2 separate regions of the Anas platyrhynchos genome follow, and region 1 is linked to region 2. A link is a contact called in public Hi-C data. All regions are on one chromosome and are shown on one strand. The core of a region is the stretch at or near the end of the contact, and the rest is flanking DNA. Distances in the headings are between cores, read along the strand shown. Region 1 overlaps PLS3 (plastin 3). Region 2 holds the start of LOC101791836 (UAP56-interacting factor).

What was found. Hi-C and Micro-C count contacts between places; a contact is called where the count stands out from the background.
Region 1: a contact with region 2 is called in a Hi-C map of subcutaneous adipose tissue, with 2.5 times the contacts expected there. The contact joins the enhancer-like site here to the promoter of LOC101791836 in region 2. A contact is called at or near these places in 2 of 8 Hi-C or Micro-C datasets (liver and subcutaneous adipose tissue).

Annotation. Positions count from the first base shown.
Region 1 is chr10:15,294,557-15,300,235 of IASCAAS_PekinDuck_T2T, forward strand. PLS3 (plastin 3) reads left to right here. Exons shown (of 17, transcript XM_027465194.3): 3 at 1,371-1,457. The coding sequence starts at 1,391. Among named protein-coding and RNA genes, the nearest start is that of PLS3, 30 kb to the left of the region's middle. Within about 2 kb of position 2,070, at least 2 of the 8 cell types and tissues checked have an H3K27ac peak or open chromatin away from gene starts, as enhancers often do. A contact at or near this core is called in subcutaneous adipose tissue, where this site is marked.
Region 2 is chr10:15,210,497-15,215,664 of IASCAAS_PekinDuck_T2T, forward strand. LOC101791836 (UAP56-interacting factor) reads left to right here and starts at 2,770. Exons shown (of 9, transcript XM_027465171.3): 1 at 2,770-2,929. The coding sequence starts at 2,842.

The DNA.
Region 1 (5,679 bases), core at 820-3,319, 83 kb after region 2:
TCAGACAAGAGGCTTGCTAGTCAGAGCAGAGGTATTCATGAATCCAAGCCTGGGTTGTCGCATAAGCAGTGAGCCAGCCCGTTCAGGATCCTGTCTTCTGAAGGTCTGTAAACCTGAAATCAGCCTTCATCCTTTGCTCGCAGAGGTGTAGGCTGCTTCTGTTCCCATAGGCAGAGGAGGAAACCTTTTATTTTCCTGCTTTGTAGCTAACAAAGAGTTGGAAAATCTTGGGTTGCAAATCTCACTGGAAGTTGCATTGAGCCTGCCCAGATCCTCATTTTCAAAGACCCTTAGTTAGTCTGTAGCTAATGTGTGTACTGGAATGTGGGCACTGTTAGCAATGCCCATAGTTTTGCAGGAGACCGCTGCACAGGGTTTGTCCTGTTTGCATGTCCAATGAATCACTGCTCTCTCTTGTTTGTATCAGTCAAAGTGCCAACATCATCTGACGCTGCTGTCACAAAAGTCATAGGAAGGGAGCATGGGCAGGTCCCTGGTCTTTCGCCATCTTTCTGGTGATGCCTCTTCTCTGGGCTAGCAGGCTGCCACCTATCCAGTGCTTGGAAAGAAAGATTAGGATATACAGGGGCAGGAAATGCATGCCTCATCCTTTGCTTATTTAAACACCCTTGAAGCTGTGCTGATCTGATCAATGCAGCGTTTCGGCATGCTCATGGCTGGTGTGGGGCTGGTGTGGGGCTGTTGTTGGCTGTAGGGCACTCGCTTGCTTGCAGTGTTCCTGGCATGCCTGACTGAGGAGTGTGCATGGGGTCAGTGGCTGTGCAAACAGCCCCCGTTCCTTGCATACCATTGAGAGACTGACTCTGGGAAATCGGTGTTTATTCAAAGAGTTTTGTTGTAGAAAAGCAGATTTCCTCTTGGCAAACAATATCAGGTATACTATTTTGTGGAAAAAGACCTTTTTCAGCTACAGTTCAGAATCTTTATTTGGTTTAGGTAGTTGCACGCTGTCAGTGGGCAGATGGGCAGGCAGAGCATTCAGTATCTATTGTATTAATATTTTAATTATAGATACCTGTTCTGTCAAAGCTGTGGAAAATCCCTGGAGATATGAACTTTTCCCAAACTACAGCATGTACCTGTAGTGGGTGCCTTAATGTGTGCAGAATAACACAGCCTGTAAAATAAATATAGAGAGCTAAATATTAACAAAGCTAATGGGATTTCTGACTTGGTAAGGAGCACATTTCCCATCTTCCAAGTTTCACATCTGTTTTTCTCGGTGGAAAGATAAATGTGACTTTGAGAGGTACGGTGACCTTGTTACCGATTGTTACTGTACTGCTGTTCAAAACTGCGCGTGTTTGAATGCAGCTTGGTTTCACATAGCGTCCTTTTTCTCTCTTCAGGTGACCACTAAATTCATGAGATGGCCGTCACCACGCAAATCTCCAAAGATGAGCTGGAAGAACTCAAGGAGGCCTTTGCCAAAGTTGGTAAGTCGCAGTGAGAAGGTCACTTTTGTCCCTGTCTGCTGTATGTTTGAAGAGGACTTATCCCCGCCCCATGAAAAATGGTGCCAGCAGGACACAGGCAGTCGCCTTGTCTTGTGGTTGTCTTCATGCCCAGGAGTCCCTTAACAGTTTTGTTACTTCTGGCATGTCACTTCTAGCCAAGGAGCACATAGGAAAGGACATGGGCAGTGTGGCTGCCAGTGAGCGCTGGTGGATAGCATTGCCTTGGTGCTCCAGGTGGGCTTCTCTGGCTGCTGATGGTGGAAGAAATATCCCAGGAGGCATCGTGTTCCTTTGGCCCAGGCAGCACTTCAGGGCTTGCACAATGCTTGGTCCTCAGGGTGTTGGCTTTGGCAGTTGGGGCTTAGCTGTGCAGAGGGCAAATGTAGGCTCAACATTTCTGGTTTGTGCAGATGCATTTGAGGCACCACAGTTGGTGACCTTATAGGTGAAGCCTAATTAGTGGCCGCATACCTGGACATTATGGAGCAACTTGCGGTGATAATAAAATGCTTTGTGGCCACTGTGCACGTGCAGTGCCCTCTGGTGGCTCTGTTTCTCCCTGGGTCTCCCATCCGTCACAGCTGGTGATACTCGGTTGCCCAAGCTGCAACCTGCTGCCTCCGCCTGCCTCCCTGCTCCCCTATACTAGCATTGCACAAGCCCCTGGCAGGCTGCTTCAGGAAGCTTAAATGGGCAGAGGTGACATCATGGAGAAAACTTTTCTGCTGGTTTAGTTTCCTGATAGGGCTTATAGAAGGATCAGAAAAAGTCCAGGGAGGGGTGGGATGGGAGCAGGATGGTGACAGTGGGCTGAGGTCAGTGCCTGCAGCTGGGGAACCATGCCTGGGGCTGGCACTGGATGAGAACACATTGCACAAGTGGTCAGATCCGCCCCTGCTCATCTCCCTGGCTGCACATCCATGCTGCTTGAGCACTGGTTATTGCTCTGAATCAGTAGCTGCCTCGCATCTGAACAGAAGTTTCACTTGCTCTAAATTAAGAACGTGTAGGGGAAAAAGTAACTTTCAAAGGTAACCAATTCTCACAGAATAGCATTTGCTGTCAGGATATGAAGCAAGTTGTGTTTTAGGCAGTTCCCTCTCCTATCTTGCTCTTGTCCCAGACTTTTCTAGCAGGTGGAAGTCAGCTGGCACAGAGGCAGGTGAGTAACCATCCTGCTTCTAGCTGTGTAATGCACTTCTAATTGCAAACTTTGAGACATGGGTGTGGGCAGCTTGCTCTGTCCTTGGATAAATTTTAAATGATTCATTTGGCTGGATGGAGTGGCTTTTTGTCACTAGTGTGTAGGGAAATTATTGAGGTTAGGTTGGCTGTCTGCCGTTGCACTGAAAACAGTGGGAAACTCAAGTCCGATAGTAATTTGTTTCAAGAAACCAGCTTGTTCTGCTGTCCCTGTTCAGTTTACCAGTATAAAAGAAATGTCAAAACTTACGTATTAAAAAATGTGATAATTAGCCATTAGTATGTACCCACAAGTGTGATGAGATCTACTAGTTTTTTTTATCTGCCTTCTGTTTTGTGTGCTGTAGGCATGGCACAGTTCACAGACACTGCTGTGGGAGGGCCTGTGCCTGTCAAGAGCATTTTTAATGCTTTTGTTCCTTTAATTCTTGCCTAAAGGTGCCATCTTTGCCCTGGGCTATATAACTGCCTGGTAATGATGTGGCTGGCTTCCTCTGGGAACTTCTAATGGTGTCCCCAGTAAATGTGAAAAAACACTGGACTGAGGCTGCTGTGTAAAGCGAGATTTTTCTTCCACTTCAGAATCCAGCTACTTGGAAAACTTTGAATGCAATGAGGCATGGTTATAGTAAAACTCAGCTAGCTGGTTTCTTTGATGTCTTAAGAGAGATGTGGGGAGGGAGGAAGAAACACTTAATGGAGTGATTTCTGCTCACCAGGTGATGTGCAAGCTCCAGTACATGGCTGCGCTGGCTTCCTGGAGACCTGCTTTAATTCTCGTACGGGGCAAGTCACGGCTCTGGCCAGGAACGCTCCTACCACAACAGCTGTTGCTAGTGTAGATTCACAGGGCTTTGAGGATGTGCGTCTGATCAGTTGCTCTGTGTGCAGCTCGACTGGGTAGATCGTCAGCTTTCTAGTGTCAGAGGGTGTCCCTAAGGTCTGCTAATGTGTACTCTGTCACCTCTTGCTCTCTGTGCCTCTTGCAGGTATCCCCTCTCTCCCATGCATCTGGTATGCTGTTCTGACAGCAAAAGGCAAGTCCGTAGGCTACCTGCTGCTTGCTAGAAGCAGTCCAGTCCACAGATGAGAAACTGCAGTTTAAGGCTAGCAGTAAAGTCAGCTGCAGCTTGGGCAAGCAACGCCCAGCATCCAATAACCAGGTATTGCTGCTGAAAGTGAGGCAAGTGATAAACAGCAGGGGTGGAAGGAACATTTTAACATCTGACAAAAGTAATTATCAGAGGGGACATAATAACTATCTGTGCTTTATACAACCTGTGTTAGTGGGGTTAGCTGTTTGCTCCCAATCTCAGCTAACCTCTGAATTCATTCCACAGAACTGGTCGCTGCACTTGGCCAAACAGTGGCACTTCATAGAAGAGGTGTGGCAGAACAAAATCTGAAAACTTGCTCTGCTTATTTGTCTTCCTCCTCCTTGATCCTAATAGCAGCGATAAGCATCTTTTTCTGGAAACACTAAGTACTTAAAAACACAGCCCAGTTGAACACTTTGTTCGATGCTGCAAGGTAGTAAAACAATGCTCTGAAATGGTAGCTTAAGGCAAATAGGGATCTGTGGTCCTGCTGAGAGCATATGTCCTTAAAAGGAAATGTGTGGGTTACTTTCCCCTCTTGCATCCTGTTATTTAAGCTATTTTAAGGACTTGTCTGGAGGAAGCTGAGCCAGAGCTTGGAGCAGCTTTGGGGTTTTGTTTATTGCGGCTTTGCTGCGCCACCTGCATATGGGCAGAAGGTGGTGCCATATATCACGGCAGTGACCTTTTGCAGGTTTAGTATGCTGGCATGCATGCATCTTTCAGTGGAAATAGGAAACTTCAGATGTGCTGTAGTTTCCTTTCCATCAGGCAGATTATAATGAATCCAGGCTGTAGCTTGTCTGGTAAAACAATTTTACTTTCTTCCATTAGTAATTCTGGGTCATATGCTAAGGGATTTTGTTTGGGATAGCTTCTATTTTGACAGCCTCTTCAGCTGTTGAATACCATTTTAGATTTTGTTAGAGAAGGATTTTAGACCACCTCCTGTCTGAAGTCTGGCCCTGTTGCAGGACATCCAGCAAGGCACCATATGGTGGACCTGTAGCAATGCTGGAAACAATTACAGATCTTGCTGGTGTTGCGAAGAGGACATTGTTTTTTTTAATGGTGTTACTTTGTATATTTGACTGCTGTGTCAGATGTTCCACCACGCAGTGAATAACTAGTTACTAGGTTTTGCTGCCAAGCCAAAACCATGGGCTAGCATATTCACCAGGCTTCAATGCTTAAATCTGCATTCCTGTGGCCAAAGAGCTAAAACTTGAAATGAGAGCATCTTTACTGAAAAAACCTCTAACTCGGTGTGGGGTCTTGCGATTGAGCCAACAGACCTGTTTTACCGTTAATTCCCACTTCCAAAACGTCTGGGGCATAGATGCCCTTTCAATCTATGAAATAAATCAGTGACTTTTTTTTTTTTTTTCAGGATACTGTAGAAGAGTAGCTATTCTAGGTCGGTGTTTGGGATGTCGTTAAGAGTTGGAAGGATGTAGATCCTGAGATCCTGAGGGTTTTGAGTGAGTTCAGGTGTGTTTCTCACCAGGAGGAGTCCTTCAAACTTGTGTTATGTGCTGACTGTCTGAGCCTGAAGCAGGTGCTGGGAGCAGCCAGTGCACAGTCCCTCATAATGGGCAGCATCTTTCCTGGTGCTGCACTCCTGTGTCGTATGCACTTGCATGCAAACATGCATTTTGAATGACGCTTTGTGCTGCAGAGCTTCTAATGTTTTTCCCCAGTGAGCAGAGGGAAAACTCTGAGCCTGGCAAACCCTGAAGAATGGGAAGGTGCTGCTTTGTGGGGGTGAGCTGATGTACCTCACCGGCATCATGGGCAAATACTGACCAAACTGCAGGAAAATCCTGATATCTGACCTGCAGCCAGAGGTGATGCTTTCAGGCGGAGGCTCAGCTCAGCAAAGCAAGTTGTGTGGATGGGCC
Region 2 (5,168 bases), core at 1,520-4,019:
TGTTCCTACAACCACCCTGACCTACTTCTCAAGAAAAACCCTTCATTTATTTCCTAATGCATCATGTAGTTTTGGGTCTGTTTCACTGAAAGTGAACAGTCATATTTCTGTTATTAAGTAACTGCAAGTTGAGACACCCCTAAGAATAACAGACAAAGTGGTCAGGATTAATTTTAAATACATACTTTTATATCAAGGCATAAGACTTATGACAACAACAAATCATCACAAGTTCTTTAGCATGCAGAAGATTCACTAAATCTACCAAGAGACTGAGAAAATATTTCAGATAATACAAGTCTTTGGATGCTGGCATGTGTTCTCTTCTCCCACTGACTTCTATTTTTATTTGTTTTAGCTAAAAGCCTTCTAGGGTTCCTTAGGGTTTGGCTATGTGACAAAAGGAGCATTTGATAAATTGAAATGCTCATTGCCCTGAAATAACACTTTTTTTTTTTTTTTTTTTTTTTTGTGAAAAAGTTCATTATGCATGTGCCTTCAGTGAGGGGAGTACCTGGCACCTTTGGCAGAAGTCTCGGCCCCAGTTTGCTCCAAGGGCTTAGCTTGACAGCTTGTTGCTACAGTGTGATTTAGTCAATGCAAAACAGTTCTAGAGGGAAATGTAGCAAAGTGGTTTTTTTTGTTTTGTTTTAATGAAGCCACTTTAGCCTTCAAAAAGCCACATACCTGAAATTCCTTTCTTAGGATGCAGGGTCGATTTTGTCTGCTAGATACTTGCAGTGTTATGCAGGGCAGGGGGACTGTGCTTCTCAAGAGCTTCTGGCTCTTAGGGCCTTTTCACCAAGTCCAGCATATAACACCTACATTGCTAATGTGAGAAATTACACAGAACTGAGTTGACGGCAGTGCTTAGACATACAAAGCAAATGGGACACTTGCCAAGACATTAAGAGGCCACAGACTGGCAGCTGAGAGAACAGAGTGTGTATCAGCTCATACTTCCCAGATGCAGAAATATGGCTCGTAAAGATTTTATCACTGCATTAAATCCTATGTGGCTTAGAGAAAAATAGGTAATAAAATCTCTCATCTAGTGAAGGAGAAATTGCTTTATTGTAGTTCAATTAAAAAAAAATGTCATTTGAAAATGCCTCCTATTTACTAAGTTGCTTTCAATATTTCTAAAACTCTGCTTTTGTCTTGTTTTGTCTCTTATTTATTTCACTAAAAATGATAAAATGGAGACACTATTGGAAATCTCTCAGCTGTTGCTTTTAGATCCTCTGACAATATAATTAAACATGATTTTGTAGAAGGTAACGATGCTTTTCATTACAGTGGCCTCACCATGGACCAACTCCAGCTTCCTACCAGTGCAGAAACCTGGGCCATACAATCCACATCTCACCTGTACTCAGTGGAGACTCCAGCCTGCTCCTACACTCCTTCTCTTGCAGTTCCTTGGAAATTCCTGCTTCACAGCAGGCTCCAGGACACCTCCCAGAGCCCTTCTCCAACACGCTTGTTGGGTGCCAAAAGCTGACACTGCTGTAGACCACCTCTCTAAGCCCATTGCTAAAGACCAGGTTTATGTGTATACTTCCACTCCTACTCCAGCAGTTGCAGCTTCCCTGACTTCTCTAAATTGCTAGGAAATTGCTAATGGGTCCCTTTGAAGGGAAAGCTCCTGGACTAGAGGGCATTAGAGCCAGGGATCCCCAAAGAGCAGTAGCAGTACCCGCAGGAAATCTTGTACATCACAGAATCACAGGGTATAACAACTTTAGTCTCCTAACATTTTGTATTAAAATACTTTAATGGTCATCCTGCAGTGTCATTGCAAAAAATAGCTAAGGTTATTTGTTGGTGGCTCTGCTCTTTTCTTTTACAAAAGGACAGTTCCCTAAATGAACACTTTCACAAGTACTCCATCTTGCTAAGAGCTATACACATACCAGAAGGCAATCTTTGCCCTGATTTGTTTGCATGTAGAAATTTCTCTCCCTATTTGAAGTGCAAGCTATTGTGGAAAACATGTTTTGAAAACACGGAATGTGCAGACTTAGTTCTGAGACTTATGTGGCCTTTATTATGTATGCAGTGTGGAAGGTTATCTCAGAGCACTTGTATAGACGCTTTAGAAAAATACGATCTTTGTGTACAGTACTGCTAACCTGTGGGAGAGGAGGGATTGTTCTCCCCCTCGTACCACTTTAGTTTAGTTTTATCCAACTAAAAGTAGAGGAAGACAGTTTAGGTGATTTTCAAGGTGCAGGACAGCACCAGTGCCACAACCGATGTGCCCTAGAGACTGAAAGATCCCCCCGAAAAATCGGACTTCTGTGAGTGGTCCAGGGGCGCTCAGGGCCCAGTCCCAAATGATGCTTGTTCCCCGAGCTCACGAATACAGACAGCAAGCTCCATTCCTGAATACAAGCCAAGAGTGCCTCCCCTCCTCGAGTTACCACGTCTTTCTAGCTTTCAAAATGAAGCAAAGCCATTCCTCCTTCTCCATCACTCAGAAATGCCTTTCCGAAGCTCTTCCTCTTGCCATAAACCCCAGAGGAGAAGGGCTCGGGAGGAGAACAGCGCTAGCACAGAGGCTGGGGCACGGTGCCCGGCGGCGCTGCACAAAAACCTCCCGGGACCGAGCGGGGATGCCCCGAGGCTGACTGCAGGGGGGTCGGAGCGGGCAGAGCGCCAGGGCAGGGCCGGGAGCAGCGGGCGGGCCGGGACAGAGGGCGGCTGGCGGAGGGCCGAGGCGACCCGGGCAGGGTGCCGGGGCCGCCGCAGGGTGCCGCCGGCGGGTGCCGGCACATTCCGGGCAGGCGCACTGCGAGAGGAGCGGGGCGGCGGCGGCACACAGCGCCCTGAGAGACCATGGAGGCGGCGGGGCCGCAGCCGGGCCCGAGCCCCAGCCCCGCGGCGGGGCCGCAGCCGGGAGCTGAGGAGATTGACATGTCCCTGGGTAGGTCCGGAGCAGGGCGGGGGTTGCTGCTTGGAGCTGGGTTGCTGGGGGGGGGGGGGGCAGCCGGGGACGGGCGCGGGGCGCTGCCAGCCCCGGCTGCGCTGGGGGGAAGCCGGCTGGGGAGGCGCAGCCGAGGGAGGAATCGGGGGCTCGGAGCCGTGGCGGTGCTTTCCAGGCAGCGCCCCGAAACTTTGGGGGGGGGTTCAAGCGGCACGGGCCGGGAGAGGCTCACGACTGAAAGACGGAGATGAGACATTGAGACATAGCCCGGGGTGTGCGGGTTATTTATAGCTGCTTGCTCGTGATGCTCGTCATTCCTCTGGCAGCGGATATGGGAGCTGTGCATAAACAACTGCCCTTGTATTAACTCCGAAGGCTGGGACGGCAGGGTTTGGGCTATCGATCTTGGTGGATTATCCCGGTGACATCGCCGCTGTGGAAGGAAAGTCCACCAGCACCTTTTAAGACTGGGTTAGCTTCCTGACAGGAGCCCTGCGTCATTTCCCAGCAGTGAGCCGCTTGTCAGGAATAGCAGAACATTTTCTACAGCCAGCTCAAGCTGGTACATGATACTGATGCACATGCCTTTTAATGGCGGTATGAGGATTTAGAGCAATAATTGGTTTGGTCCCTAACTTCATTTGTTTGTTTGTTTGTTTGTTTGTTTTTCCCCATGGTGTTGCTTGTGCACCTGCCTTCTGTTTGTTGGTACGTGATACTCCCCTTTCTTCTGTTCTCCCTCAACACTTCCCTCAGTCAGACCTTCTGCTTCCACCTCCACGTTCAATGCAGAATACGCTTTACTCAGAGGAGAAGAGAACCGCAAAACCAGAGCAATGGTTATGAACTGATACTTTTACCACCAGGTGCATACGTATGTTGGTTCTTATATGAGTTAGCAGTCACAGGTAACTGCAGGAGTTATGCTAAGGCTGCCCTTGTGGATCTAATTCTGTCTTGGAGGCACAGAAGTACCTTAAATGACCCCTCACTTTCGTATTCCATTACGTTGCCCTGTTAACCCCATCATATTTATGGGAAAAGAAGAAAAGGTAAGAACTGATACCCAAAACACTGATAGACCAGGCAGCTGAGCATTCATCTCCTCTTTGCTCCTAGTGAGCTTTTCCTTGCAGTGTGGAGAACCCACCCTGGGACGCCTGTGATGACCTCCCTGCCGAGCAGGCAGGGCTGCTGTCAATATGCTTCAAAGCAGTCTGTGCCCCCAAATAGCGCATATCCCAAAGGCACACTTAGCTGAGAACATTAGCGCATTCATACCAAGAGCATTGCACGGCCTCTCCCAATGTGCTCTCTTCCTAGCAAACTTGATAGAGAAATCACAAAAGCAGTCACGCAGACTATTCTTACATCTGCTCTTGTTCGCTTTCTCTGGGCCTTGTATTAATTTGGACACAGGATTCTCTTGATAGAAAATGACAGGTGACAAGTGCTGGAGGTATGATTTGCTGTTTGTGATAATCACCCTTTGAAAGCTAATGGCACTTTGTGCTTCCACTCCAGCGATTCATTAAGGAGCTAGAGTAGTCTCTGCCTGGGAAAAGGCCTGATTTGAACACTTCTTGCCTCACTAATTTGGCAAAAGTTAAAGCATTCTGCTCGGAGCATACTAGATGCAGTGTTATTAGTTGATAAATGTTTTCTGGAAGGTTTGAGGTTAAAAGAGGAAATTGTTGGAAAATATGAATTAATGAGTAAGACGTCCCTTTGCCATTCCTCTTCATTGGAACAGCCTGAATTAAAAAGACCCCCTTGATTTCAAACCAGCTCAGTGAGAACTGGGCTGCTTTGAGCTGTTTTGGGATGATTTCATGATAGAGCTTTGTGTCTGAAAGTAGTTTGTGCATGGTCCAGCACTGTCTTTTAAGAGTTAAGAACACTTCTTCAAGATGATCGTGAGCTTTCAAAACCCTGCAGAAGCATGAAGAATGCTCTGAATACTGTAGGTGGGATTGCACCTTCCTCTGTGTCCCTTGTGCTCTCTGTCAGGAAGTAAAGAGCACTTCTGTGCAGTTCAGGGGCTGTGCGATGGCGGTGCCAGAGGAATTTAGCTACCTAGATTGCTACCGAGTGGTGAAGCAGCAACACCAGCTCTAGATAGTCAGAAAATCAAGAGTCAGGTCCTGAAGACTGTGGCACTTAAAATACAAAGTACTACTGCTATTTGTTGTGAATGTTGCATTTATTTTACTGGTTTTTTTTTGAGCCACAGAGGCTT